Linked DNA regions of Callithrix jacchus: region 2 is linked to region 1. A link is a contact called in public Hi-C data. All regions are on one chromosome and are shown on one strand. Each heading gives the region's core, a stretch centred on a gene start, on an enhancer-like site or on the middle of the called end of the contact. The rest is flanking DNA. Distances are from core to core; before and after follow the strand shown. Region 1 overlaps MAPT (microtubule associated protein tau). Region 2 overlaps MAPT (microtubule associated protein tau).

The links. A called contact is a pair of places that touch in the nucleus more often than the background predicts.
Region 2: a Hi-C map of skeletal muscle shows a contact between it and region 1, with 6 times the contacts expected there. The contact joins two enhancer-like sites. A contact is called at or near these places in 2 of 3 Hi-C or Micro-C datasets (both in skeletal muscle).

What each region holds. Positions count from the first base shown.
Region 1 is chr5:86,648,557-86,655,307 of calJac240_pri, reverse strand. All of the region lies in intron 1 of MAPT (microtubule associated protein tau), which reads right to left. Among named protein-coding and RNA genes, the nearest start is that of MAPT, 14 kb to the right of the region's middle. Within about 2 kb of position 5,362, at least 5 of the 16 cell types and tissues checked have an H3K27ac peak or open chromatin away from gene starts, as enhancers often do. A contact at or near this core is called in skeletal muscle, where this site is marked.
Region 2 is chr5:86,678,794-86,685,592 of calJac240_pri, reverse strand. All of the region lies in intron 1 of MAPT (microtubule associated protein tau), which reads right to left. Among named protein-coding and RNA genes, the nearest start is that of MAPT, 45 kb to the right of the region's middle. Within about 2 kb of position 1,867, at least 5 of the 16 cell types and tissues checked have an H3K27ac peak or open chromatin away from gene starts, as enhancers often do. A contact at or near this core is called in skeletal muscle, where this site is marked.

The DNA of each region.
Region 1 (6,751 bases), core at 4,113-6,612:
TCCCTCTTCCTTCCTCTTTCAAGGATGAGTGTGACTGTACTTAGGACTCACCTAGATAATACAGGATAATTGCTCCATCTCAAACTCCTTAATTTAACCACATCTGTAAAGACCTCTTTTCCAAATAAGGTCACATTTACAGGTTCTGGAGATTAGGACCTGATATCTTTCAGGAACATTATGCAGCCTACGCCAATTATTTGCTATCTAAAATTCTAATTTACATAGATGCCCTGAGTTTAATTTGCTAATTCTGACAGCCCTACCCAGAACCACCTCTACTAGGAGACAGCAAGGATTTAAGTGTTTCGCCTTCAACTGGTCACCACCCTTCCTTGTGTGGCAGGGAGAGGCCTACCCGTCCACAGACCCAATCCTATTCAAAGATCTTTTGTCTTTGAAGTGGGGCTCATGGTTTACAGTCACGTTCCAGTTTTCAGGAGAATCTAAGGCATTTAGCTTAACTGTTGAACAGATTATGGCAAACAGTACATGTATTCCCACTTTTAGCATTCAGAACTCCAAATGCAGACCCCTCTACCCTCCAGGAAGGCGGAAAGATGAACGCATAAACGTGTAAGTTATGCATCTGTTTCCCTTTCTGTTCTCAAGTCTCTTCAAGAAAGGCCTTATTTTGTTGTTGTTTGAGAAGAGGTCTCATTCTGACACCCAGGCTGCAGTGCAGTGCTGCCATTGTGGCTTACTGCAGCCTCCATTTCCCAGGCTCAAGTGAGCCTCCTGCCTCAGCCTCCTGAATAGCTGGGACTACAAACACACACCACCATGACCAGCTAATTTTTTAAAGAAATATTGTAGAGACAGGGTCTCCCTATGTTGCCCAGGCTTGTCTTGAACTCCTGGCTTCAAGTGATCCTCCCACCTTAGCCTCCTAAGTTCTGGGATTCCAGGCCTGAGCCACTGCACCTGGCCCTGTTTTTGTTGTTCGAGACAGGTTCTCTTTATATCGCCCAGGCTGGTTTCAATCTCCTGGGCTCAAAAGATCCTCCTGCCTCAGATTCCAGAGTAGCTGGGACTATAGGCGCAGCTGCTATGCCCAGAGTGTGGCCTTAGGGTTTTTTTTTAGTCCGTATTGAACTCATCCACTCATGCATTTATTCATTCACAAATCAATTACTGAGTACTTATTCTGTGCCATGCGCTATGCCTGGCACAGAGGACACAAGATGAATAAAGCTTCTCCCCACGATGGGTGACTGAGGGAACTTGGATCCACAGGGAAGCCCAAAGAATGGGACTAGACAACGCTGTGGAAATTAAACACAAATAACGGGCACCAGTAATGTGAATCTGATGTGAAACTAGAAGGATAGAGACAAACTCATTTACCAATTATCTTTAAATTCTAGCAACTATTTTTAGTCTTTAGATGTGGGAAAAGTAACTTGTATTACAGGATGTATTACCTAACCATCGGTGGTTTTCCTCCTTCTGTATTTTCTGGAACCCTGGAAATGTGGGTGCACATGAGGCTTCCTCTGCCTCCTCCCACAGCCATATGAGCTGCTGTCTCCTAGGAGAACCAGGCAGGGCCGGCAGGGCCCCAGCTCCCCAGTTCAGCCCAGAAGGGGGCTGCTTGGACTCTGAGATTTCTCCCTTCACCTGCGGCTGCCTCCTGCCCAATGTGGTGAGCACTTTTTGGCACAAATTATGCCCCCCTGCAAATATATCTTAGAGTGTTTTTTTTTTTGAAAAGGAAAAAGCAATCTGTTCATTTATTTATCATATGGTATAAGTCCTCAAGCTGAAATTCCAGGTCTCTGCCCTGTGAAAAACCAAACAAAAACAAAAACACTTTTTTCTTTTTCTTTGGAGGAGAAAAGCAGTGAGGCAATAGCAATTTAATAAAGGGTAGGACCCCTAGGCTAAAGCAGTGAATGGGAAAGCCAGGGATGGGAAAGCTGGGTGGAGACCATGCTCCAGGGAGCAGAAGCCCAAGCGTGAGAAGCACAAGTTCTGGGTTCAAATCTCCTACAGGCCTCACATTAGCCGCAGAACACCTGGGGCCACTTGACTTTCCTGAAGCCCGCTGAACCTCCCTGAATCTTAACGTCCTAATCTGTAGAAGAGGGGAAGGAATTTTTCACTCACAGGCTCATGTCAAGAATTAAATGAGATCACATAAACTGTAAAGTACTATCCACTTGTTAGTAATTTGGGGATGGGAGGCCTCCCAGCACTCTAAAATCGCATCGTGTGGGCCACCTAAGCATGAGGCCACGCCTCTGCCTGTGTGTTTCCAGTGCCACCACGTCACTCCCCGTCTCAAATACCTAGAGGTTGACATCCAAATAAGAATATTAAAGTGATTCAGATTTTTTTTTCTTGAGACAGTCTCACTCGCTCTGTCACCTAGGATGGAGTACAGTGGCATCATTTTGGCTCACTGCAACCACTGCCTCCCAGGTTCAAGAGATGGGCCATGTGCTGGAACCTCAGCCTCCCAAATAGCTGGGATTACGGTTAGTGTGCCACCAGGCCCGGCTAATTTTTTTTTTTTTTTTTTTTTTTGAGATAGAGTCTTGCTCTGTCACCCAGGCTGGAGTGCAGTGGCATGATCTCAGTTCATTGCAACCTCTGCCTCCTGGGTTTAAGTGATTCTCCTGCCTCAGCCTCCCTAGTTGCAGGGATTACAGGTACATGCCATCAGGCTCGGCTAATTTTTGTCTGTTTAATAGAGACAGGATTCTGCTATATTGGTCAGGCTGGTCTTGAACTCCTGACCTCAGGGGATCCACCTGCCTTGGCCTCCCAAAGTGTTGGGATTACAGGCATGAGCCACCATACCCAGCCTAATTTTTTGTATTTTTAGTAGATACAGGGTTTTGCTATTTGCCCAGGCTGGTCTTGAACTTCTGGCCTTAAATGATCTGCCCACCTCAGCCTCCCAAAGTGCTGGGATTACAGGAGTGAGCCACTGTGCCCAGCTGAGATTTTTTTATTGGGACTGACCTTCTAATTAGTCCAGATTGGATCAATATTTGTGTATCCAAAAAGCCAGGTTATCCCAAGTGTTCATGGGGTCCAGGTGTTGATCATGTGGCCGTCGCCTTAGACCATGAGCACCCTACACCCAGGGTACAGATGTGACCAGTGTGCCCTCGGCTGCCCAATGGTGACAGAGAGATGCCCTCTGCCCGGTCCTAATTTTGCACCCAGGGCTGTGCGCCAAGATGCCCACACTCTGCAGCTCCCAAGGGATCCATGGGGGCCTCTACAGGCCATGCTCAGGGCCAGGTTGACGATGCTGTCTCCAGGTGACCGCACCTTTCAGCTTCATGTACTTTTAAGACTTTTCTTGAAGAATGACTCAGTACTCACCCTTAATACAATTTAGAGACTGAAATGATCCCTGTGCCTGCTCCACCTGCTCCAAACCTCAACAAAACAGAAACTAGGGTGGGATCTCACATATGGTTTCTTCGCTTTGTAGCTGGTGGATTTTCTAAAATGTGGCAGAGAAGGTAGGAGGCAAGGCCAGAACTGAGAAATGACTCTTGCTTTTAGTTAGAGGGAGGGTGGCTGTGGGAAGTGTATTTCAATGCCATAAAAGTACCCTGTGAGGTTGCAAATTCTAAGTAACTCGATATGCATAACCCCAGCCTCAGCTGTGTGAGCGACTCCCATCTCTGTTCCCCATCACTCCCTCTTTTCCTGGTCTCAGAGTACAAATCACTTTGCTGTAAACATGGGGAAAGTAAAGTGGATTTTTGAGGAAGGGGCATCAGGCAGTGTAGCCCAACAGACTTGTAAATATAGACTCAGTCTCCCCACCTCCCCTCTCACTGTAACCCATTTTCTTTTCTTTTTTTTTTTTTTGAGACAGAGTCTTGCTCTGTCACCTAGGCTGGAGTGCAGTGGCATGATCTTGGCTCACTGTAACCTCTGCCTCCCAGGTTCAATCGCTTCTCCTGCCTCAGCCTCCTGAGTAGCTGGGATTATAGGCATGTGACACCACACATGTAATTAGCATGGCTAATTTTTGTATTTTTAGTAGAGATGGGGTTTCACCATGTTGGTCAGGCTGATCTCAAACTCCTGACCTCGTGATCCACCCACTTCAGCCTCCCAAAGGGCTTGGGATTACAGGCGTGAGCCACCTCACTCGGCCACTGTGAAAAACCCTTTTTCTTAACAGTAGAGGGCTGACCTTGTCTGCCTTGCTCAGGGAAACAGTCTCACTTTTAATTAAACTTCTCCCTGTAGACACTGTCTGGGAAGGTGAATGCCATCTTCCCTGGGCTTGCACGCCAGGCTCCTCTCATCCACATTTTCCAGCCTCTAGCCACATGGACCCCTCTCTCTGGAAAACATGTGTGGGGGCTGTGTGTGAACATTTTTCATGCTTGACATGAGCTGGAAGAAAAATGAGCTTCTCCATTTGATAAGTGTAGACCTGCCCACAGCACTAAATTTGGTTCTGCCGTCACTGGTGCCATGAAGCAGCAGCCTGGTTTAGAGGCTTGCCTTCAGTTTCAGATCATTTCTCCAGGCTCATGTTACATATGACCCATTCACAGAGGCTGGAGGGCACGGCTTCTCCAGTCCTAAGCACTAAAGACATGTCATTTGGCTCCTGCACAACTAGCATAATGAGTGGATCCAGATGGGGGATGCTCTGGGGTTGCAGAGGCAGGAAGGCAAGTGGGGAGGGCTTGGGCCTGGACAGAGGCGTGATCTGGCTGTCTCCCTAGCTGTGAAGTCTCTGAGCCTCAGTTTGCTTCTCTGCAAAATGAGGATAATAATCCCCGCCTCGTTGGGACTGAGGATTAAATGAGGCAATGGTTTTAGAAGAATAATCCTCTGCTCCTATTATTATCAGCATCTTTGTATAGCAAAACCCATCTGGACCAATGGGGAGTGTGTTAAGTTGGTCTGAAGTAGGGCAAAGGAACAATTATAGAATATTTTAAAGGAAATGTGGTTTTTATTATTTCCAAGTACAGAGTACTGGAACTGAGTACTAGTAGGTGGAGGACTGACTTGATTTAAATAAGGAAAGCTCATTTGACATTAGCCTGTTTGATTTCTCAGCATCCAACTGTGTTAATCAAGAGGGTTTTGAGCTACGTTTGCGCCCAGCTCTGTGACTGGCGAAGCAAAGTCATGTAAGACACAGTCCTTGCCCTCACAGGATGTGCAGCTTGTGGTCAGATGAGTCCTACACAGGAAGCAGGGAAACTGAGGCGCTGGGGAGCACAGCGCTGCCACAGGTAAGAGGAAACATGTAGTCTCTGGAGCTCGAGTGCCCAGGCTGGGGAAGGCTTCAGGGAGGACAGAGACTGAGGAAGGTCAGGGCGATTGAAATAGGGGGTGGGGCAGGGAGAGAGGGGAAAGGCTGCCATGGGTGGGCAAGGGGCAGAAAGAGCACGGCGTCTACGAAGGAGCCATGGGGCAGGCTGGTGAGAAGCGGGAGGTGGGACTGGGCTGGGAGGTGAGCTGAGGCGTGGGGACCTGGGCTGGCAGCTCAAGGCCAGCTTGGCTTAGCAGGCGATGCTCATGGCAGGACCACACTTGGAGAGGGCAAGGGCGGGTGACAGGGCTGCTCTGGGAAGAATTTGGCAATGGCATGCAAGACGGATTGGGTATGAATTTTGGAACTGAAACAGGGAACAACTCATTACTGTTTCCATAAGGATCCGAGGGTGAGGTGATAAGGCCTAAACTCATTTTATTACGGTGAGAATGTGACTGGAAAGAGAGAGGGCAGACTGAAGTAATGCCTGGAAGATATTGACGGGTCTGTTCCAAGAGGCAGAGGGAGGAGAAGAGTTTAAGGCTCCACGATTTGCCATATTGGGGACTGAAAGATGGCAGATTCCAGTGACCGAAGGGGAGTGGACCGAAGGCAGTAATGGGGGGCAGCATTTTACTAAAACGCAAGGCTATGGGGCCACTGGACGCCCAGAACTGGCACCCAAACCTGGCCACGCTGGAGAAAAGATGGGCCATTGTCAGGCTGGGGTTACACATATACCCTGACCTCCCAGCATCCACACTCCAGAGAAACCCTCCATTCATAGGGTGAAGGCAAATTGACTTCAGCCCCACTCCTGCTCAGTTCAAATTCCAGGTGCAAGCAGTTCAATTAACGAGCCTTCACTGTGCCTTTGCCACCAAACAATCATCAGAATATTTCACCATCCAAGTCAACGCCTGGCTTTAATTTAATCACTCTTGCCTTAATCGATTCCTGTCACATGCTAAACACTGTGAGTGGCCGGGAGAGGCTGCTCCTAGGCATAATTAGAATATGAGATTCTGTACCAAATCCCTGTCTGATTAGGAAGAAACTGAAAACTCCGGAAAAAACGGAAAAGCACCCAGGAAATTCCATCCAAGGGTTGTGACTTGAGCCAAGAAGGAAGTCCCAGCCCTTCCCCGGAGAAGTCAGCACTGGCAGGGGCTGGAAATCACTTGTGGTCATGCTCAAGGCCCCCTCACCCACTATCTTGCACCCTGGTTTGGGTCTCCTTCCTTCTAAAGAAGGGGACAGACAAGATCAGTGCAGGCTGGACTGTGGCCACCCATGCATCCCTCCTGGGCATGGACCCTGCTGGCTGAGCCCTCACCCCAGGAACCAGCTGCACCATCTGACTGGTGCTAAGGGAGCCAGGTGGCAGCAGCTATACTATTTCAGATCAGGCTAAAGTCAGCCCATGAAAGACTTCAGATCAGCACCTGACCTCGGCTCCTGGGAGCATCCGCCATCCCTGCAGAAATTCTGAGAAGC
Region 2 (6,799 bases), core at 618-3,117, 34 kb before region 1:
TCACTGCAACCTGTGCCTCTTTGGTTCAAGTGATTCTCCTGCCTCAGCCTCCTGAGTAGCTGGGACTATAGGCAACCGCCACCAGGCCTGGCTAATTTTTGTATTTTTAGTAAAGACAGGGTTTCACCATGGTGGCCAGGCTGATCTCGAACTCCTGACCTCAAGTGATCTGCCTGCCTCGGCCTCCCAAAGTGCTGGGATTACAAGTGTGAGCCACTGTGCCTGGCCTGATACTTTTTCTGATTGGGCAACAGTCTTCAGTAAAGATGGCAGCGGTTGTGAGAGACAAACCGATGGTGCTCCTGTCCCTCTGTGTGTGCACAAATGTCCCTGGTCACCACTTTAATCTACCTGAAATGAATCCCCTGAACCCAGAGCCCCAAGTAGATGACACTGAGTTTCCTCTGATGTCAGAGCCAAAAAAAACAAGAGCAAAAAAACTGCCTGTCTTGGACAAACCATCTTATTCCTTAAAGGAGTAGTAGGGCTTGGAGAGAATGTGTTTTATAAAAGTGATTCATGGCCTTTATTTAAAAGTCAGATACAAAATTATAAAAGGAAAAAGCAAAGGAATGGCTCTAACATCTTAGGGCACATCCTCCAGACACCTCTCCTACGCACACACGGCATTTTCCCTGCGTGGCACCATACTACACCAGTCGTTCTGCAGCCTACTGTATCCCCTTAACGATGTGCTGGTATTAGCAAGCTTTGATTTTTTTTTTTTTTTTTTTTTTAAAACGGAGTCTCCCTCTATCACCCAGGCCAGAGTACGGTGGCGCAATCTCGGCTCACTGCAACCTCTTCCGCCTCCTGGGTTCTATTGATTCTCCTGCCTCAGCCCTCCTGAATAGCTGGCATTACAGGCATGCGCTACCATGCCTGGCTGATTTTTGAAGTTTTAGTAGAGATGGGGTTTCACCATGCTGGCCAGGCTGGTCTCAAACTCCTAATCTCAAGTGATCCACCTGCCTCTGCCTCCCAAAGTGCTAGGATTATAGGCATGAGCCACTGCATCCAGCTAGTAAGCCTTATCTTTTGGTTGACTTCCAGTAGGTATAACTTCTAGCATTATTGTTGAGAGGGGGTCCCTACCTTCCAGCTCTAACAGGCAGCAAATGGTCCACAAACCAACTCAACATTACCCTTAAATATGCTAGAGAGGGGAGGGGCTGGCTTTGACATCTTCCCCTCCTTTTTTGCCATGTATACTCTTCCCTTAATAGCAGGAATAAATATTTCTCTAGCCAGGCACTGCTACACATTTATCTTGTTTAATCCTCACATCCACATAGGTGTAAGGCACTGTTATTAGCCTGTTATCCCCATTTTACACCTGACGTGCAGCTGCCAGGCCGAGGAAGGACACCCGTGGCATTGAATCTGCAGTCCCAGCCTTCAGGGGCACTGGATGGCTTTGGAGACCTCCACCAACCAATCACGAAACCCCACTTGAGCCCTAATGTGGGAGGAGCCACTCCAACAGCACCTTTGCGGGTACACAGGCCCTCTCTGCTCCATTTTATAGCTGGGAAAACTAAGGCCCATGAGGCTGAGGAATCTCAAGCGGACCCAGAGAGAGTGGGGACAGAGTCTGACAAGAGGTGACTTGCTGGAGAGTTCCGCTTTACAGTGGGAAGTCAAAAAGCGGGAGGGCTGGTGGGGCTGTCGCAGCAGCGTCATGGCCACTCTCTGAGGATAAATGGGCCTCCTTATAGTCAGGCTGTTGCCTCAGCAGCACCTCTAGGTGCTACAAGGCCTCTCAGAGCCTCCCTTGGGCCACTGGCCAAAGAGCACTGTGGGCTCTCGGAAGTACCTGCTCCTCCATCGGCGGCTACCTAGACTGGTGAAGGTACCCTGGGAACGATGCACTGCCTCAGCCTCACAGCAGGGGCTGGGGAGGCTCCCTGCTTGGCTTCTCCTTGGACCTGGAGCTCACCCATGAAGCCAGGCCTCATGGTGTGGGGACGCCACATGCGTATCTATCCCCAACAGGTGCACAAGAGGCCACTCACCCCCAATCCCTCTCCTGGAAGGCACCATGTCCAGCCTTGTGAGTGGATGAGTGCCTGGACTCCCTGGGCCCCTGGGTTTGGAGGTGGAGGCTTTGGCTTCATGTCTTCCTGAGGGATACCTGTTCTTGGCTTGGTTCTCTCTGTGGATCTGGGTGGGAAAGGAGCCTGGACAGGAGTCAGAAACCCTGGGCTTAGTAAGGGGTCCACTGGCTAGCTGATGAGGCTGGGCCAGTCACTTGCCCTCTCTGAACTGCAGATTCTTCATTTGAAACATGGTGATGATGACACTCCTGTCTCAGTGGGTGGCTGTGTTACTGGAAAGAATGCATGGGAAAGGTGGCATTTTAACAAGCAGGGATGTTCTGGACTGACGTGAGGTGCTAAAGTCATGACGAGGGAGCTGGAGAGAGAGACTCCTGAAGACAGAGGAGAGGAGGCTGGACCTGAGGGAGAACAGCAGGAGCCAGTAGAAGAGCCTTTGTCCCAATCTCTGCCCTGATGGAGGTGGGGTGACAGCAGGAAGAGGTGAGGGGCAGCTCTGAGCCAGCCTTGGAGAGGAGGGAAACAAAGGGCAACTTCTGTGGAAGTGGCGGAATGAAGGCAAACTTCAAAATGAGAACCAGAGTCTGTTCCTCCTTCCTTCCAGCACTGGTGCCCAGACAATGTGACAGGCAAGCACAGGGAAGATGAGAAAGGTGATCCAGGGGACAGAGGGCCTGGCACTTTCTGCACTAAAGTCTTGGCTTTCGGGAAACGCACCCAGGAGCAGTGGGGTAGGTAGGGGTTTGAAAGGCCACAGAAAATGGCTAGAAATGGGCTCTTTTTGCCATGATATTTCATTAGATGGAGACAACAAGGAAGACAGGAGGGAGAGGAAGATTAGGAAGAAAAGGTAATCGTTTTTAAGACGTTTTCACTTCTAATTTTTGAGTCTGAGGGCACACTCTGAAAGGCGCAGGGGAGAGGAGGATGGTAATTCTGCTGGAAATCAGCAGTTGTCCACCAGTAACAAGTGACCTGAGCTCAGCCCTGTCTTGGAGGGACAGAAGATAAACTTTGTCTGCGGAACACATGTAAGAAGTGCCACACTGCCGGGCACAGTGACTCACACCTGCAATCCCAGCACTGTGGGAGGCTGAGGTGGGCAGATCCCTTGAGGCCAGAGATTCAAGACCAACTTGGTCAACACGGCAAAACACCAACTCTACTAAAAATACAAAAACATTAGCCAGGCGTGGTTGCACATGCCTGTAATCACAGGTACTCAAGAGGCTGAGGGACAAGAATCACTTGAACCTGGGAGGTGGTGATTGCAGTGAGCCAAGATTGTACCACTGCACCCCAGCCTGGGGAACAGAGTAAGATTCTGTCTCAAAAAAAGAGAAGTGCTACAGCAGGGCAGGCTTACCCATCTCGGAATTTTCTCTTTGACAGAGACAAAGTGCCCCCAGACACTTCTGCATGGTGGCATCAGGGCCAGAGATAAATACAGAGTAGTGCAGGTGTCAGACCAGGCTGCCTGGAGTCCACTCCAAATCCTTCACTTAGGAGCTGTGCAACTTTGGGTAAGTCATTCAACCTCCCAGAGCCTTTGTATTATCTGTAAAATGTGGGGATTAGATGAGTTAATGCATGCCAAGTGTTTAGAACTGTCGCTGGCTGTCCATGAACCCTACTTGCTTACCATCGTTAAAACCTTATCATTCGTTAATTTAGCCAAGCCTTTCTGTCTCCTGTTTGTATTTTCAAACTAAACAGCTTTTCAGGGCAAAGGGCCCACCCCATTCTGGATCCTGGTATTGGGAGGGCTTTGCCTAGATTTGCATTCTAATAATGCCCCAGCCCCCATCTGAGTTTGAGAGGTGCCTAGAACTAGTTCTAGATTCGGAGCCCGCCAGGAGGAAGCAATGCTGGGAAGCAAAAGAAAGACTGTGGAAGGCTCTAAAGGCTCTAGTTTGACAGTACCCATGACACGTGGTGCCCCTTGGCCCTCTTGATGCAGTCTCCGGCCAGGCAGGGCAGATGGCAGACCCTGTGAGATCATCCCCTAGTCCCGTGACACCCTGGGGACAGAGCCAAAACCATGTCCTGGTGCACCCTGTGTGAAGCCAACTGCTTTGTAAGGAGGAAAAAACATACATGCTGGTCTAGAGAGGTCCATGCATCATCAAGTGAAAACAGTCGTTACAGAAATGTGCATGTACAGGATTTTTATAAACAAGAATATATATGTGTAGTTTAAAAAAAACACCCTAGAGCATATATGCCCAACAAGAGCTTTCTCTGAGAAGAAAAATATAATTAGGGAGATTTTCTCTTATTAGTGTCTACATTTTTCTCTCATTATACTGTTTCATAGACATGGATTATGTTTACAATCAGATAAGAAGCAATAAATATGTTCCCATTTTGACGAAACAAAATGCCCATGTAACAGAGTCACATTCCATTGAAGATCTGTCCCTCGGTGCCCTGTGGGTCTGGCTCAATTTAAATGGACACGTCAGAATTCGGATGGACAAAGTCAGAAATACACACCTAGGTTCTGGGCTCCAAGAACACGATTTCAGAAAAAGCAGCCCCTCTCAATGCCAAATGTCCATTATTCAACAGAACAGTCAGAGAACAGCCTGGACATTTATGTCCAGAAACAGAAATTAGTCACATACCTGGAAGGAAGGAGGGAAGGAGGGAAGGAGGGAAGGAGGGAAGGAAGGGAGGGAGGGAGGGATGGATGGGGAATGAGCACACAAAGGAGAAAAAGCTGGCAAGAAAGAAGCACAGAGTGTGTAGACACAGAAGAGGAAATGAAGTTTGGCTTGGAAAATGGCAAAACTCTACCCAGGGTGGAAGCCAGGGGCGTGGGGAAGGAGGAGTGTCTGAGAGTCATTAAGGGGGAGACCCAGGAAATAAGGAGTCAGCCTCAGTGCTGTGCCCGCCACACCTGCCTGTGTCTGAGAGGCTTCTGGGTCTTCCAAGAGCCTTAAGAAAAGACCATCAGAATCATCAAGGAAGACTAAAACTGCTGAAGTGTAACTCAGAGTGGGAGAATTTTATGGAATGTGAATGATCATCTCAATAAAGATGTTTCCTGACAGTTGCAAAGGAGGCTCAAACTTAAATTTATTTCCTTTTGCTCAATCTAAAAATAGAGATGGCCTTCAGTTTTCGTGTAGGTGAGAGCTGTGGCCTCCCAGCTGGCCTGAAGAGTCTGGTTTGGTCAGGCCTCAGCCTCCCCAGTCTCCTGTTCTCCAACTGAAGCCCTCTGGCTAGCCGGAACAAGGAAAAAGCAATTGACCCGAGGAACTCCTTGTATACGAGTCTCCTCTCTGCTTGTCAATCTGGCTTTGGTTCAAACCTCATCACTGGGGAGAGTCTGAATTAAAACACCAAGGTGGCTTCCCATTGTTTATGCAACCTCAGATGCTTTTGGAAAGGACTTTAAAGAAAAAAGTCCCCTGATAGCACCTAAAGTGGTTACCTAGCTCTTTGGGAATCCCTCTAGTGACAGAGAGCTCATTACCTTTTGAGGGCACTCATTCTATTTTCGTCTTCTTTGATTGACAGAAACTTTTTCTGTCTATAGCTAGAGACTCTGGCAAATGGGTCCTGCTCAGTGCCCTGGAGCCACGCAGAACATGCCGGTCCTTCATCCAGGAGGCCCTTCACAGATTCAGCCTCCCCGCATCCCCTGTCGTCTCCTCTCAGGGGCCGCAGCCTTGAGTATCAGAACGAACTCTGGGCTCCAGTAACCACAATCACGATGACAATGACATTATTTGAGTGCTCACTCTGTGTAGCACTTGGAATAATTCATCAAATCCTCACTACACCCTACGGGAGAGATTCTTTCCGGATTCCCCAAATCACAGATGAGGACTCTGACACACAGAGAGGTGAAGTAAATTGCCCAGGGACACACAGCCTCTCAGCTGTGAAGCCAGGATCCGGACAAGACTGGGCAGGTTTAGGATGGAATGGCTATAGATGAAGCTAACATTTAAGCCAAAGGCAGGAGGACATTTCATGGAAGATACCGAGACTAACACAGAAAACAGCTGTTTTCCAAAGCACCAAATCCATGCACTTGATATTGCAGGTCAAATGTGGTTCTCTGTTTACTTAGAAAATACCACAACCTCTTTGCCATAAAAATAGAAAGCTTATAGTATATGGACTGTCTTCATTCCCTTTAATAGATTTTACTACTCTCTTTTGAGTCCCCAGCACAATTCTAGGGCATTGTATCTGTGGATCCAAAAGCAGGGGTGTGTGTGTGCAAAAATATGATAAAATGAGTTAGGTCACTGAGTACACGTCTCTCCATGGAAGGAAAATAAGAACATCAGAATCTGTAACATACTCAGAGGGAACACATTACATCAAGAGAGCCCCCCAACCAGCGCAGGCCATGCATGAAATCCCGGGTTCTCCTCAGATGTGGCCCCAGGGACACTGGGGAGAGGCTGTTCCAGCTCTGTGACTTGGTCCTCGAGGCTCAGGCTGAAGTCACACACATGATTATCTGTTACAGATCTGCAATCCACACTTCAACTCCTCATTTCAAGAGAAAGAGCAGAGTAACTAGAAACCTCCTCAAAAAACCCGTTTACAATTCAAGAGCACTGCAATTTCCTTTCCATTCTTGCGGCTTATCATTTACACAGCATTTTCCAGGGAGCCATGAAATGTGGATTTATAAGAAACATCCAAGGGGCAACGAACATCTAAACACCCCGAGCCAGTGATTTAAAGGCTTGTGCTAGGTGGAAAAAGTACAAAAT